2 separate regions of the Cyprinus carpio genome follow, and region 2 is linked to region 1. A link is a contact called in public Hi-C data. All regions are on one chromosome and are shown on one strand. Each heading gives the region's core, a stretch centred on a gene start, on an enhancer-like site or on the middle of the called end of the contact. The rest is flanking DNA. Distances are from core to core; before and after follow the strand shown.

Evidence for each region. A called contact is a pair of places that touch in the nucleus more often than the background predicts.
Region 2: a contact with region 1 is called in a Hi-C map of skeletal muscle, with 2.5 times the contacts expected there. The contact joins two enhancer-like sites. A contact is called at or near these places in 3 of 8 Hi-C or Micro-C datasets (liver and skeletal muscle).

What each region holds. Positions count from the first base shown.
Region 1 is chrA12:22,268,109-22,275,940 of ASM1834038v1, reverse strand. LOC122147114 (a long non-coding RNA gene) reads left to right here. Exons shown (of 2, transcript XR_006161434.1): 2 at 1-88. Among protein-coding and RNA genes, the nearest start is that of LOC122147114, 6.0 kb to the left of the region's middle. Within about 2 kb of position 5,975, at least 1 of the 8 cell types and tissues checked has an H3K27ac peak or open chromatin away from gene starts, as enhancers often do. A contact at or near this core is called in skeletal muscle, where this site is marked.
Region 2 is chrA12:22,297,774-22,305,605 of ASM1834038v1, reverse strand. It overlaps the pseudogene LOC109073513. Among protein-coding and RNA genes, the nearest start is that of LOC122147114, 24 kb to the right of the region's middle. Within about 2 kb of position 2,860, at least 7 of the 8 cell types and tissues checked have an H3K27ac peak or open chromatin away from gene starts, as enhancers often do. A contact at or near this core is called in skeletal muscle, where this site is marked.

The sequences.
Region 1 (7,832 bases), core at 4,726-7,225:
GAAAAAAGTATTTTTTGATAGAAAACTGCACATCAAGCCATCTGATGGTGTCTGCAAGAAGTTTGGAATACATTATTTTCACTTCATTTGGTTTTAAAATATTAATATAAGACGTCCCTTCAGTCACAAAACACTGCCATTGCTATGGTTTATACCGCAGTAGTTTTCAGAATACTCTGATTAGAAGCATGCATTAACATAATCACAGTATTCTGATAACATAAACTTTAACTTCAGCATTATAAGGTGAGTGTAAACCCAGCCAGTGAAACATAAAAGCAGTGAATTTGTGTATGGATTTTTCATCACTTTATAACGTCCTTCATTAACAACAGAGAGACTCCTAATAAACATGCAGGGCAGTATGTCACCCGGCTTTATCTGAGATAAGAAAGTTGTTTGATTTTTGCAGTGCCTTTGTCAATAGCACAGCCAACAATGACTCATCACAACAACAAAGACGCTGTGAAGATCAGAGCAGGAGAAAGATGAGACTCTGAAGCTGCCTTGATGCGAAATCAAAAAACCAAAGAAATGCTGTGAAAATCATTAATTGTTTTCAGGATAAGGCACGTAATCCAATTTGTCTGCAGTCTTCAGACGGCGCTGTGGTGTGGAATGAGTGATTAGATGCTGGAGTATGAGCTATTCATCAATGCCCATTCAAAATGACAGTTTGATTATTCTCTAATAGAGCCGTACTGCCGCAGTCAGAAAGCAATACTTCTGAAGACGGCATGGCAACGGCTTCTTCCCTCCAAGGTGATTGTTAGGCTTGTAGTCAGGTGACAGAAGGGATGAACTGTGATTGGTTGCGATGACCTCTTGTCAATAAGTGACAAGTCTACTATGTGACATTGTTCAATATGGGAGCTTGTTTCAACTGCTGAGAACAATATTATAAAAACAGAGAGCAGTGGCTCATTGCAGTCATGGATGGATAGATATATGGATGGATGGATAGATAAAGCAAAAAAAAGATTTGTTTCAGTTTTTATTTCCAATTTTTAATTTTTTTTATTTATTATTATTATTATTTTTTTTTTTTTTCAGTTTTAGTAATTCTTAGTACTTTTTTATTTCTGTTAATTCCAACGGCAATTTTTATTTATTTTTTTATTTTTTATTTTTTTTAAACCAATAACAACACTGATTGTCAAACAGTGAAATAATGTTTTACTCTATGTCTGGAAACATTATTTTTAACAGTGAATAATATGAAATATTCTCTCCATTTAATACACTGTGAGAGCAAAACAAGTTTCCAGCAGTGTGTGTGTGTGTGTGTGTGTGTGTGTGTGTGTGTGTGTGTGTGTGTGTGTGTGTGTGTGTGTGTGTGTGTGTGTGAACAGTGAATAATATGAAATATTCTCTCCATTTAATACACTGTGAGAGCAAAACAAGTTTCCAGAATATTTCTTCTTGTTTTTGGTCTGAGTGCCTGGGATGTTTGGCACAGGGTGTGTTTTGGCTGCCAGTGAGAGGATTTGTACGCATCTGTTCAAAGAGATTGGAGGAAAGGACGGAGGAGAGGATAGATAGATGACTGAGAGGATAGATGGATCAGTGAGAGGACTCACAACAGAGGCACTGTGTCTGATGCACCTGCCTAAACCTCATCCGCCCGGAGAGAGAGAACGCAGGAGCAGAAGAGGAGAGACGCAGACGGACTGGAGTAGATGTCCTCAACTCTTGCTTCGGTTAAAAGTGGATTCATGAAACAAAGAGTCTCTTTCACTGCTGAGATTAAAGAGACAAACTTGCTGCAATGATGCAAGAGTGTTTGGGTATCTGTCTGTCTGTCTATAACTTCTAAACTTCATGCACGACATGAATCACATTCAGTTTGCTGTCTCTCTCTTCATACTCTTTTGTTTAAGATTCTCAGAGCAGGGAGTCTAAATCTGTCATTTTCCAAACGAGCATTTCCGTCTGATCGATGTGCTGGTCGATGTTTAGCGTGCTACTGAAGAAGAGCTTGAGGATAATGACGGTAATTGGCTGGTCTGATAGATCGCCATATTTACTCTGCTTTTTGCATGGCAAAGAAAAAGAAGAAACCCTGGACTTTAATCCAGGGATGAGCAATATTTATGATGTCGACTTGACAACATGCTGCAGCAGTTCATTTTGAGGTCATTTACTTGATGTGTAATATATATATTAGTGCTGTCAAACAACTAATTGTGATTAATCACGTCCAATATATATATATATATATATTGCTGTCAAACAACTAATTGCGATTAATCTTTTTTTTTTACAAAATATGTATGTGTGTGTGTACATTTATTATGTATATCTAAATACAGAAACATACATGTATATATTTTTATATATTTATAATTTATATTCTATATAAATATTAATATTCTGTGTATAAACAAAACATATTTTCTTAAACATTCATGTGTGTATTTATATAATTACATAATAGATATATATTGTGCACAAGGCTTTCATCTCTTTAAACATCAAATTGTTTTTTTAATATTGTTGGAAGAGTATTTTTTATTAATACATTTATCCTTCGTTTTTTCCTTTTCTTTTTCTTTCTGTTTTGTTGCTGAAGTATGTTAAGTTGTTAATCTTTGCAAATTGTGTTCGAGCTGCAAACTTCTCATCAGATCAATAGTTCAATCCAGTGGGACGGCTGTGAACTAATGATACGAGGGATTCTTTTAAGTGAACTATTGAGAAAAAGTGAGACAACATGAAGGGCAATGTGTGTGTGTTCAGTATGGATGGATGCTGGAGTGGATTTATTTAGCTCCTGCAGTATTACTCATCTATTTTAGGGCTTTATCACAGAGGCTTTGTTTTTTCACTCCCAAACACATTACCACAAATACACTCAAGAACTGAAGCTGTGTATTTATTGCTTTAAACCTACACCCACATCTATCTTCATTCATTAGACCAAAACACTCCTGAATTGTAAATGTGTGTGTGTGTGTGTGTTAATTAATATTTAATGAGCTGCACCTGTGAGACTAATGAGCTGTGACTGGAATTCCCTATCGCCCAAATACACACACAAGACTGTATTCCTATTATTTCTATAACATGCATACTGCATTCATACAATATATATAGAGAGAGAGAGAGAGCATGCGTACTGCGTGTGTGTGTGTGTATAACTAGACAGCATATGCCATGTATAAATATGCCATGTAATGAGATCATATGACACAAATGTGGCATAATACTTTTTGAAATCTTTGTCATTGCATAATGAGTACTTTTCACATGCTTGATTGTATTCACAAACTATATTGTGACTGGGCTGAGTGCATTGCATTTTGAGACGTAGTATTTTGTACTGTGCACATTTTGGCACATGTTCTATTAATATATTGCTAATTTGTTATTCATAGTTTGAATTCGTTTTTATTTTTATATTTTACATTTTCATTTTTAGATATATAGGCTATATATATATATATATTAATGTCTAATGTGTGTTTGTGTTTTAGCTTTAGTTAATTTATTACAATAAGTTAAGCTATTTTTTTCTTTACAAATATCTTAAAGTATATTAATATTATATTGGCAATTATAGCTAACAATATATAAATATTTTATTTGTTAAGGTTTTTTTAATTACATTTTTTATTGTACTATAATCTTGATACAAACCTATATACTGCAAAAAAAAAAATCGAGAAGCCTGTTAATATTCCAACTCTTCTGTTCTAGTATTAGCTCCATTGAAGGCCCTTAGAAACCATTGTCAGACATGTATTAGATGAAACCTTCACCCGGTAGCATGCATAGGACGCTTAACTGACACAAACCCCCTGTCATGCAATCATTTACTCCTCTGATCTCTGAGCACATGAGGTGTGTTTGCTCACGGATTATCATCAGCACCTCAGTCTGTCCCGCTGATCACATTTACATGGAGAATATCACAACGCTGTGCTTCAATGTCACTAATATTGACACTATATTAGACTGTATTTTTTTAATGTAAAATCATTAAAAAATGACATCTCCTTCAAATAGAGTAAGAAGTTTTAAGAATCATGTTATCGTTTTTATTTGGCCTAATATCAAGAAGCCTACATTATTTTGGCAGAAGCTATATGATTGCTAATACATTTCTGTAAGGGGTGTGCGTATACAGCATAAAATGTCAGATGGGGCTACCTTCCCCTGTAATCATTAATATAGGCTTTTGTATTGTCAGATGTCACGTACTAATCATTGGGAGAATTCACAAATAATTGGAACATGTGATGTTTTTTTCTTCATGCAAAACACTTTAGCTTTGCTACTCAGTGCATTAGAGAGGTTTTGTTTGTTTGCTTTTTTATTCTTCTTTTTTTCACATTTTGAAATGACCAATAAGTCATGGCAACTTATGTTTTTACATTAGCCTATTTTAACTTAAAATAATGTTTGCAACTTTTTTATGTTATATGAAAACAACTTGATTTAAGTCAGTTTAATGTAAGTTTTAAGTTAATTTTTACAGTGAATGGATAATGTGGAATTAAAAAAATAAAATATAAAAAAACTAAAATAAAAAATAAATAAAATAATTTTTTTTTTTTTTTATTAAAAGCAATCCAGCAGGTTTAAGATGAGGTTTAGCTGAGTGCTGTACCAGTCCTAAAGCAGATCTTTAGTGTTGACTCTAATCCCACCCTTCCGTCTGTTTACTGATCTCAACTAGTCAGTCTACAGGAACATGTGCCATGTTTTGTCATTGCAGAACATGCTTACACACAACACTGTTTGTTTTAGGGACATTGCAAACTGATTTAAATTGTTTCTCATCATTTTGAAACCTCTTGATGTAAAAGATTATGCTTAATCACTTAAAATGATAAATTAAATGGTATACTGTAAATGTAAAATAGAACGTTTAACATTTGTGTTGTTTTATTGTTATTTTTGTGCTTGTGTTAAGGCCGTCGCTAGAGGGGTGAAAGGTGGTGACGATTATAGAGGCCCATGGCTGATTTCAACCGACTGGCCGAGGCCAGGCTAAAAAGAGGCCTCACAGACCTTGAACACAGAATTGAGTTTTGTTTCTTTTTGATCTTGAACCAACAAATACATACAAAATTATGTCACAATACCTTTCCTTGCGAGTATCCTCCAAAAAATTGTTATACTGGATGCATTGTTTCTTAAAGTGACCACGCCCAATTTAGTCCACTAGCTGCTGTCAGTTTCCTTAATGTTAATCCAAGAAATTAAATGGGAGAAAATTACTCACAGCCCTTTACTGAATTACTTCGTAGTTTTACCAAGAGTTAATCTATATTCATTTATACAGTGAAGACAATGCTATTTTACATTTGATTATTCCTTTTCTGTACCTGGACACCTACAAACTTGAAAAAAAAAAAAAAAACCTTAACATTGTTTAATTTGTATCTTTTTTATATTTTTTTTTTTTTTATTTTTACTGTTTTTTTAACAGGGCCCACAGGCACAAGTTGCACCGTGGCCCCGCAAACCCCAGCTCTGGCCATTCAATAAACTGCATTTTGAAAGTTAAATTAAATACTTAAACTGAATTATTAACCAAACAAATTCAGCATTTCTGCTTAGAATTATTTATGTCTGATATTCAGAGTGATATTGAATATAGACAAAAAACAAAAAGACGTGTTTTTTCAGTTGTTGCTTTGTTGTATTAATTTTTTGTGATAGTATTTTTGTATTATTATTGTTGTTTAGATGGAATACGATGCTTGTGTTGATTCCAGACAATGAAGCTGGAGCCAGTAGGCTTGAAAAACATTTGATTTGCAGCTGTTCTCTTTCTTCCACTGTTTTCTCTCTCTCTCCTCGGACTGAATTTCTTGTTTCTGCAGAATTATGTATACTGCTTGTACAGTATTTTGGTTTTCCATGTAAAACGTTTAAAAATTTCTCATTATCCACTTTTCGTCTTATTAGTTTGCCTCTTTTCAGTTACAGTGCTTCACTTACAGCCCATTCAAGTGCAATGTAACACATGCATATAACGCTGTGAAGCTGAGTGCCATCCAAATGAATCATCACTTATCGAGTGTGCTCTGCTCTTGCCAGGACATCTTTAAATGTTATATAAGCTGGCTTTGTAAGTTATTAAAGAAGATTTTTCACAGCACAGATGTTTCTCCTGGGAATGTGAAGACTGTGTGAAAGAGCAAAGATTTGTGATGATGAGGCAATACAGAGAATAAATAAAGCATGCAGAGAGTGATCAAGAATGACAGCATTATGTACAGTGTATATGTGCTTCCATTTATGTTATGTTGATCTGACATCATTGCAGTCTGTTTTTAGCTGCTATCTAAGTCTTTGAATAGCTCAGAAACATTGAACAAATTAATAACTTTTAAAAATGTACATATCTTGGATTATATTATATTATATTATATTATATTATATTATATTATATTATGATTATATATATTATATTATATTATATTATATTATATTATATTATATATTAGATAATTTTAGGTCAAGCATTTTACCCCATTTTACTTATAGTAAAATTTTCAATTATGTTTTTCATTACCACCATAGAATATTTTAAAATACAATATAAAGAATAAAATAATATATATATTTTTTAAAATGTGATAATACAAGAAAAAAAACGGTAGTGTTTTTTTTTTATTTTATTAATATCAGCATACATTACATTACAATAAATATTACCATTATGTGCACATTCTATAAAGTGTATAGATCTTAATAGTGTTTCACAGAAATTTGGGAGGAAGCATTGTTGTCAAGATACACACACACACACACACACACACACACATAATTTATTAATGTTATTTATTTTATTATCTTATTTTTATCAAATAAATCTTTTTTATTATTTACATTTTTAAATTAATATGATCAAATCATTCGAGTAACTAATGACATTATTTGTCCATTTATTGCTGAAATAACAAAATATGCTTCTAAGCTTCCCAGAAAGATGAAATAACATTAATTCTCCACTGAATTCCTATGTGGGACTCTTTGATGTCCTAAAGCGCCATTTAGTGGTTCAAAAAGGTATTGCACGTTTATTTCGGAGTAAGTCAGTTTGGTCCTTGTTATATTGACTCATCCATGAGAATTAGATGGAAAACTGATCCATGGGAAATGCTGATCCCTGCAAATGTCGCATTTAATTAAACACGGTTTCACACCCAGAGAAAGGCCCAGAGGACGTCAACACAAACGCACCAAATATTCCCAGAAGTATGATGGCAGTGGTGCATTGCAGACATATTTTATTAGGGCTCAAGCCTGGAGGGCGAGAGCCCTATTGTTTTCCTTAGGATTACCAGGGTTTTTATTATATTATTATTTTTATTATTTAGCACTTATTAGGGCTCAAGCCTGGAGGGCGAAGAGCCCTATTGTTTTCCTTAGGATTATTAGGGCTCAAGCCTGGAGGGCGAAGAGCCCTATTGTTTTCCTTAGGATTATTTTTTTTTTTTTTTTTTTTTTTTTTTTTTTTTCTTTATTCTTCTAATTTTTTTTCCAAGGTTTCGGGGGCTTTTGGGGCCCTTAACATGCTCAAAAACTCTTGAAAATTGGCAACCACACCTTTGGGGAATCTGCGGCCATTAGGGCCGGGCAGAGACTGATACACGGGCGTGGCACAGGGGCTCTACAGCAGCGCCCCCTGGTAATATTGTGGCCATATATCATGCATACTTGCACGTATACATATGAAACTCGGTACACATGTATATCTCATCAAACCAAACAACTTTCGCGAACTGCATGTCATAAGCTCCGCCCAACAGGAAGTTGGCTATTTAGGGTTTTGTGAAAAACACATGCTCTGGAATTTGATATACTCCTATGAG
Region 2 (7,832 bases), core at 1,611-4,110, 33 kb before region 1:
TTTAAAGAGATTTGGCTGTTTTTCAGCTGGCCAGACCACCTAGCCACCCAGTTAAATCAGCTGATAACCAAATAGGCCAGACTGAGAGACCAGTTGAAACTATTAAACCAGTTTAAGATGTTTGATGCTTCTATGTGTTTTTCAGAATAAGTTTTAAGCTTCAGAAGACTTGCACAAAAAGAGATGTAGTGTTACAAGCTTTAATTGTGCGTTGTTTGGAGATATGTGTATTATTATTCACAATATATCAGTGCTTAATAGACTTATGGTCTGGATTGTAGTTGAGGCCTTGAGTATGATCTCTCCACCTTGACTAACGAATCATCCTGTGATTAAAAACTAGACAATACGAATAATAAGCCTATTTGTCTTAATATAAAAAGGTATGTCTGAAAAGCTATTAATATGATCTGAATGCATTTTAAAGAAAGGAATGTTGTGGAAGATGTATTTGTGTATACTTTAGAAGTCATGATATCAAGTGTCAATAAACAGCAGACTGCCATTATGATAGCTTGCTTATGTATGCATGTATTTTCCTTTTTCTGTCAAAAATGATGTGACCTGAGATTAAGGCTGCTATACCATCGTTTAGCTTGTACCCTGTGTGGTCTTTAATTAGTCCTGATCGTGGTTGTTCTAACTAACCTTTAGCACATGCTTTTTATCCAAAGTGACTTTTAAAATATTATAACTTCTGCTGAAGGTCACACTCTCTCTATAAACCTGTCTACTTCCATTCTTGTGAGTTTTGCAGCCCAACTCTCTGCCGTTGAGGGTGGTTTTTATGGTAGGTTTTATTGTGCTATTTTAGTTTTAATGACAGGGTAGGATTACTTGAATAAGCATATTGTTTTGTTTTGTTTTTTTATTTCTTTGCCTGTTATCTTTCTCAAACCCAATGGAAAAGACAGTTTTGCGTTTCAAGTGACCTGCTTTTCAAACTGCTTCTCAGTTTCACGTCCTCTTCCTGCTCAGAAGCAGTTTGTGTTCATAATGTCATAGTTCAACAAGCAACTGTTTTCTGAGGTGAGCAAAAAGTGTGACATTATCCCATAGTTTATGACTGTAGCATTGAAAACAGTGCAGCTGAGGGTTATGATAGTGGCATAGTCACGGGGAATACTGTCTTTATATTATTGTATTTTTATTTGTAATATTTTCATGTATTTTAATACAAATATCTTAGTTATAATTATATATAATATATATTTATTGCCCATTTTGGTCTGTCTTTTTGTGTGTGTGTGTGTGTGTGTGTGTGTGTGTGTGTGTGTGTGTGTGTGTGTGTGTGTGTGTGTGTGTGTGTGTGTGTGTTTATCAGTTAACAGCAGATGAGAACATTTGTTAGTTAATACTCTACTGATACACCTAGTTGCACTTCTCTTTTTCTCACTTTCTGACATCTGTGTAGGTTAATGACTAAAACTGAAGAACTCATCGACTGGGTTAATTGTTTAATTATTGTGCAATCAATTGTAGTGTGTTGGTTGAAATTATAATTTCATTGTAGAAAGGTATGCAGACATAAAACTGTGACGTGAGTTCATTACTTGCATTGCACCTCCATGTGGCTGTTTTCTAAAAGCCAGTCATATGTGTTTATTATTACATGACTTTACATTTATTATGTGTAATTTAGTGTGGTATGTTTTTGGACAGGGCAACTTCATGAGCTGTGAATTATATTGTTGTACCGTGTTTGTAGTTCACAAGTCAGATGTATTTCTTTGGTGTTTCTGGATTTGACCAAACGAGGGCGCCGTCTCCTAACACAAGAGTCTGAAAGGACCTGTCTTCTGATTGTAATATTAATGGACAAAATGCACTAATAGTAGTTTTGTGACATTAACACAGTCTAAACATGTAATAGAGTAATTATAAAGCTTCGGGCTACAAGAAAATACGTCAGTGTTGAATTGTAAATGGGCTATCCTAAGTGTCCATGCATATATGCAACATTTGATGTTATTTATTTATTTAACCAAATGTACAATAATATGGAGTACAGCTGTAGTTACTGTTGGCTGAAATTAGAAAAAAAAAAAAAATAGTCTGTGAGTCTATATAGGCCTATTTATTTTTTTTTTTATGTTAGATAAACATAGTTTCAGCCAAGATAACACAATGCCACTAAAATGTAGAAAAAAGTATTCATAAATCTTTAAAATGTGTGGCAAAATGGTTTGTGTCACTTTTCATGTGATTGGACTGTTTTTCAGAATTTAAAGTGGTCTGTAGCTGTCGGATTTTTTTATTTATTATCTCAGGTTATTTTTTGTGTAAGTAATATTATTATTTAGTGATTTTGGCGGAACAAAAATAAAATCAGTGAACTTTAAATCCTACACCCAGTGTCAGATTAGCATGTTTAAAATGTAGTTTAAGATGAGTGATATCTAGTGCGTTATCTGCATTAATGTTGACCTGATATATTTTGCAGGTACGATATAACAATTTATTTAGGTTTTGAAGCGATATAAATGGATGAAGGAAAAGTGATCTTTATGTAGGCATGTGAGCGCGCTCGCGTGCACGAGCCGTGCTGGAATGGCTGAGGCGCGCGTTCACGTGAGTGTGTGCGGGAGGAGGGTGTTTTTAATGTCCGCCATGTTGAGAATGGCGCACTGAGGCAGCGAGAGAAAACAAACACACACACACCCGCCTCTCCTTCTCCTCGCTGGAGCTCTTCTGTTCCATTATTTTTTTTACGTCCTCCAACTCCATCCAACCTCCTCCATGAGATCTGTGGCGGTTTTATGGGTGATTGTGAGGGGATCGGATAGATTTATAGAGTAAAATGAGTAAACTGTCGTTCAGGGCGCGGGCGCTGGACGCTCTCAAACCGCTGCCCGTGTTCCGCTGCGAGGATCTGCCGGACCTGCACGAGTACGCGTCCATCAACCGCACCGTGCCGCAGATGCCCACCGGCATGGAGAAGGACGAGGAATCGGTACGATTTTTACCATGCAACTGCCGATTTTGTGCGATACAGATTTGTTTTGTTATTGTTTTTTTTACTGTCAATCTGCGCAGGTTTGGATGCTACAAAATGGCCGGCTGTGCGTGAAGCGTTTTACACGGTATTTTGGAGCCGTTTTGCAGTGTGCACCGAATTTAGTGAATGGTTTATACAGTTGGATTTATTTGATAGATGTTTGTGGTGTTAAAAACGGGGTTTGTCAATCCGTTCCGACCCGAATCGTGCAGCAAAACACAAAAGGAGTCATGTGACCGCGAAGCCACCGACATCTTGTTGGATTTTCTCCCTGCAGTGGCGGGAAACGGCAGCCAGAGGGCGGGAACTCCCGCTGTCACGCGAAACCTGGAAATATCACGACATATTTAAGAGGATAGTTTACCCCAAAAATGTTAATTTTGTAATTTACTCACTTTCATGTTGTTCCAGTCCTATATGACTGACGTTGCTTCTGTGGGGATCCCAAACAGAGAATGTTGACAACCTTGGTCACCATTCACTTGCATGTTTAGGTTTTTTTATTTTTATTTTTTTCTTCTTTTTTTTTCATACAATTAAAGTGAATGGTGACCAAGTCTGTCCTACAGGGTTAAGGCCTAAACCAGATGAGGATGATTGCGAAAGTCATGAGTATTTCTATGCTTGTGAAATTGTTTTCTCATCCAGACTTCGCTTTTTGGGAAGGCAGCGTTTAGAAAGTGTAAAAAAAAAAATCCACGCACAAAAATATTCTGATTTAATTCACAGTTTACCCATTTCAGTTATATAAGTGTCATGTGAACACTAACTTGATTGCCTCAACCAGAATAAGCCAATATTCTTGTTTCTTCAATCAAAATAAGACACACTTGCATATTTTAATCAGATTTTTGGGTCATGTGAACAACACTTTGCATTTTCCAAGCATTAAAAGAAACGGCTTACGTTTTTAATTCATTGCATTCTTTTGTGTTACTCTAACGGATGTTAATGAGATCATTACCTGGTGAACATTTGGAATATTTCCAAAAGAGATTGCTCTTGGCTTATAGATTTTATTCTAACAGCTTTATTAGCAGTTTTAACCGAACCGTTGGTGACCGCAGCATGTCACGTGTCTCTTGTGGAGGTTCGTGAGTGATGGCTGTTTACTGTTTGAGCCTGTTCTTATTCATATCGGATGCAGTGTTGTGTTTGTAGAATTCAAATGCAGGATTTGTTCATAGAAACTCAAGGTGAGCCTGACGAAGCGTGCACGCTTGAGGCGAATTTTAAGGTGGTCAAGGGTCACCTCCTGAGTCCTCTCATTGGAGAGCAGCCTTGTTTTTAAGTGTTATCATCATAGTTTCCACTACTACGTGTAGCGTTGTTGTGTTAAAGCTGTGATAAGACAGCTCTGGTGTAGAATAACATTGGAGAAACTCTTCTGCACCTCACTAAAGTTTTAATTTTTGAGATAGAAGTGCATGCTTTTTCTCTGCTGGCTAACCTATAGCCTAAATACTAGTGTTCATGGTGTTTTTCTTGGAAAAGTAACTGGAAACCGAGTCGTTTGGGTTTGTTTTGGTGTGTTATTTGTGTTGTAAATTGCTGGATGTTTGCAGCACAAGACTGTCGGATGACTGCAGGCTGTGTTTCATGTCACTTAACATTTCGTGTTTGTTTTAAGACCTGATTTGTTCAGATGTTGTGACAGATAAATTTCTCTGGTTAAAACTCTGATATATGGTTTGTTTGGAGTTTGTGGTCAAGCGTTTTGTCGTCTGTAATGGCTGGATTAGACTGATTTACTCTCTGTTTAGTTCTTCAGCGGTCATGCGTTTTACAATTCCCATAGATCTTTTTTTCGATTGCTGACACAAACTGTCAGAATATATTGCGATGCATACTGTTGTTCAGTCTCGTGGCTTTTATTTTTGTGTTTGCCCTGATATCTTTACTTGTCATTTGTATGTCAGAACAACCATTTTAGTGGATTTAGAAATGGATGCTTAGAGGTGAAATTAAGTGCGAGACGTCCTTTCTGAACAGCGTGGGAACTCTCTGTGTCCATAAATAACTCTGATTGTGCTTTTTCATTAGCATGTGCATTGATATGCTGCTGCGCTTTCGAAGGTTACCAAGTAAATAGTTTGTAATAGTTACATTTAGTCATTTGAGTTTCTTCTTAAAACATTCTGTGCAAAATGGCACCGAAATAGCATCACAATGTTGCTTTGATATTTTAAAAATGATGTAAATATAAATACATTTTAGGCTACTGTTCAAGATTTAAGATGTTTGGTTTAACATTTTCTTATGTTCACTTAGGCTTTAAAATTTCATTCAGTGATAGTCAGTGAGTGAAGACTTTTAAAATGTTTAAAAATATTTATATTTAATGCTTTAATAAATTTAATAGCCTATATTTGATAAATGCAAATATGCTGTTCATTAAGCTTTTTATTAAAGAATCCTGAAAAATTAAATGCATCACCATTTTCACACAACTTTCAACATTGATAATAATCACAAATGTTTCTTGAGCATCAAATCAAATTGTAATGATTTCTGAAGGATCATGTGACACTGAAGTAGGGATATGCCAGTATAAAATTTTCATGTTGCGATTTATTGCTAATGCTTTATAGGAAATTATCACGATGTTGAAATGTAGTTTCAAAAAAAGTGGTCATAATACAGTATAAAATGTTTAATAACTTTTTTCTTATAATCAAAATTACTGATTATTTAAATACAAAAAAGAAATAGAGAAAAAATAAAGCTTAACGTTTTCCACAGATTAAAGTGCAAAAGAACTAAAGACCAATAGGTATCACTTTACAATAAGATCTCATTAGTTAACCTTAGTTAATGCATTAACATTCACAATGAGCAATAGCTACGTAAAGCTATGTAAAAAAAAGTTTGAAAATGAATAGCCTATTAAGTCTAAATATTTAAGTATTTGGCACTGTGATGAACACCACAGCAAATCCACAAATCTGAATGGCTATTTAAATCTATTTAAATACGTTTTAGAAAGTAGCTAAGCTGCTTTATTTATGGGGTTTCCAGGGTAACGGCTGCATTTTCTGCAGTTTAGCGCCATCTGCTGTCTGAGAGTGAATGTGCTTTCATTCAGTGTGTCTCTCACATGCTCTCCTTGTGCTTCTCACGCTTGCTTGTTTACATCAGAGCGCACACGCGTCTTTCAAGCAGCATACAGCGGTGTTGTGCATTTCGACCAGTTGATGGGAAAAGTATTCTTAAAATGCATCCCAAATTCTAAATAATTTGTATGTGTAATTATTGATGGTATTTAGAATTGCCCACGATAACAATATTGTGCATATTCATTACCGTGATATCTCATAACCGAATACCGGCACATGTCTACACTGAAGACTGGAGTAATGATGCTGAAAATTCAGCTTTGCATCACAGGAATAAATGACATTTTATAGTATATTAAAATAGAAAACCTTTTTTAATTTGTAATATTTCACAATATTGCTGTTTTTACTTTATTTTTGATCAAATAAATGCAGCCTCGGTGAACAGAAGAGATTTATTTCAAAAGCATTAATAATTGCATTTATATTAACAGTTTTATTAATATTTTATTATATTAATTATGATCATGATCATTAAATGTTGCTTTTTATTTTTACATGACAATAGTATGTAAGCATCCCGGTCGTGTTCATTGAGTCATCAAACATTACTCATCACCTGACACTGTTTTTCATTCTGTCTGTTTGTAATTCTAAGATGTGATGCCAGTATTGATGGAATCTATTGATGAACCCACTGTTGATGAACAGATTTCGGTATGGTACTTGACATGTTTATTTAAGTGAATTAAACATTTCAAGGGCTGCCACACTATTAGTGAATCTAGTATGACAGTAGAAGATCACAGATCTCTCTGAATTTCATTTTACGTTGTCATTATTTTGAGTTTAGAGTTTATTTTTAGACTCTCTCTTGCAGGTAGCTGTCATTTTATCTTCGCTGAGCTATAGGAGAGAAGAAAGTCTCGTCACATGAGATGTCAGTGAAAGCCACAAATTCCTCCCGCTTTGTCAACAAACATTTGTTAATTAAACCTTGTCTGCGGGCTGCTGCTAGATATTCTTCTGGCGTAGCTGCTTTTCCTCTTGATGTTAACTCATGTAACCCTTGAACACGGTTGGTTCTGTTTGTTTTAACTGGATTCTCTGAGGATGCTGCTGATGTCTCAACTGCACATTGACCTTATTTGGAAATCATATCATTGTGCTTTTATCAACAAATTGTGTAAGTCATAACCAATGATGTAATTATTGTAGTATTAAATATAATTTCAGAAGACTTAAAGCAACAAACAATCACAGTTGAGTTTGTGCTGATTATACCTGTTTGAGCGAACATTGGAATATTTGAAAATGAAAATACTTTTGCAGTTCTGTGTGGTGTAGATATTACATCTTAATTGTGCAGCGCTCTTTATTTTTCTTCGATTAAACTTTTCAGCCCTGAAGGTCCTAATTAAAGAGAGTTCATCCAAAAATGAATTTTATCAGCCACTGGGTTCTATAGTATGGAAAAAAATTAAATTTTATATGTGCATATATATATATATATATATAAATATATATATATATATATATATATATGAAAATCAATGGCTACAGTTAACTTTGTTTGCCAACATTCTTCATAATATCTTTTTAAAGGTTTGGAATAACTTGAGATTGAGGAAATAATCACAATTTAAATTTTTAGGAATTTAAGTAACTACTTTAGTGCCTATAATAGCAACAAATGGAATTGCAAGTTCAATCATGTAACTAATTTATTTTTATTCACATTTATTTGTCTTCATTCATCACAGTTGTCAAGCACGGTG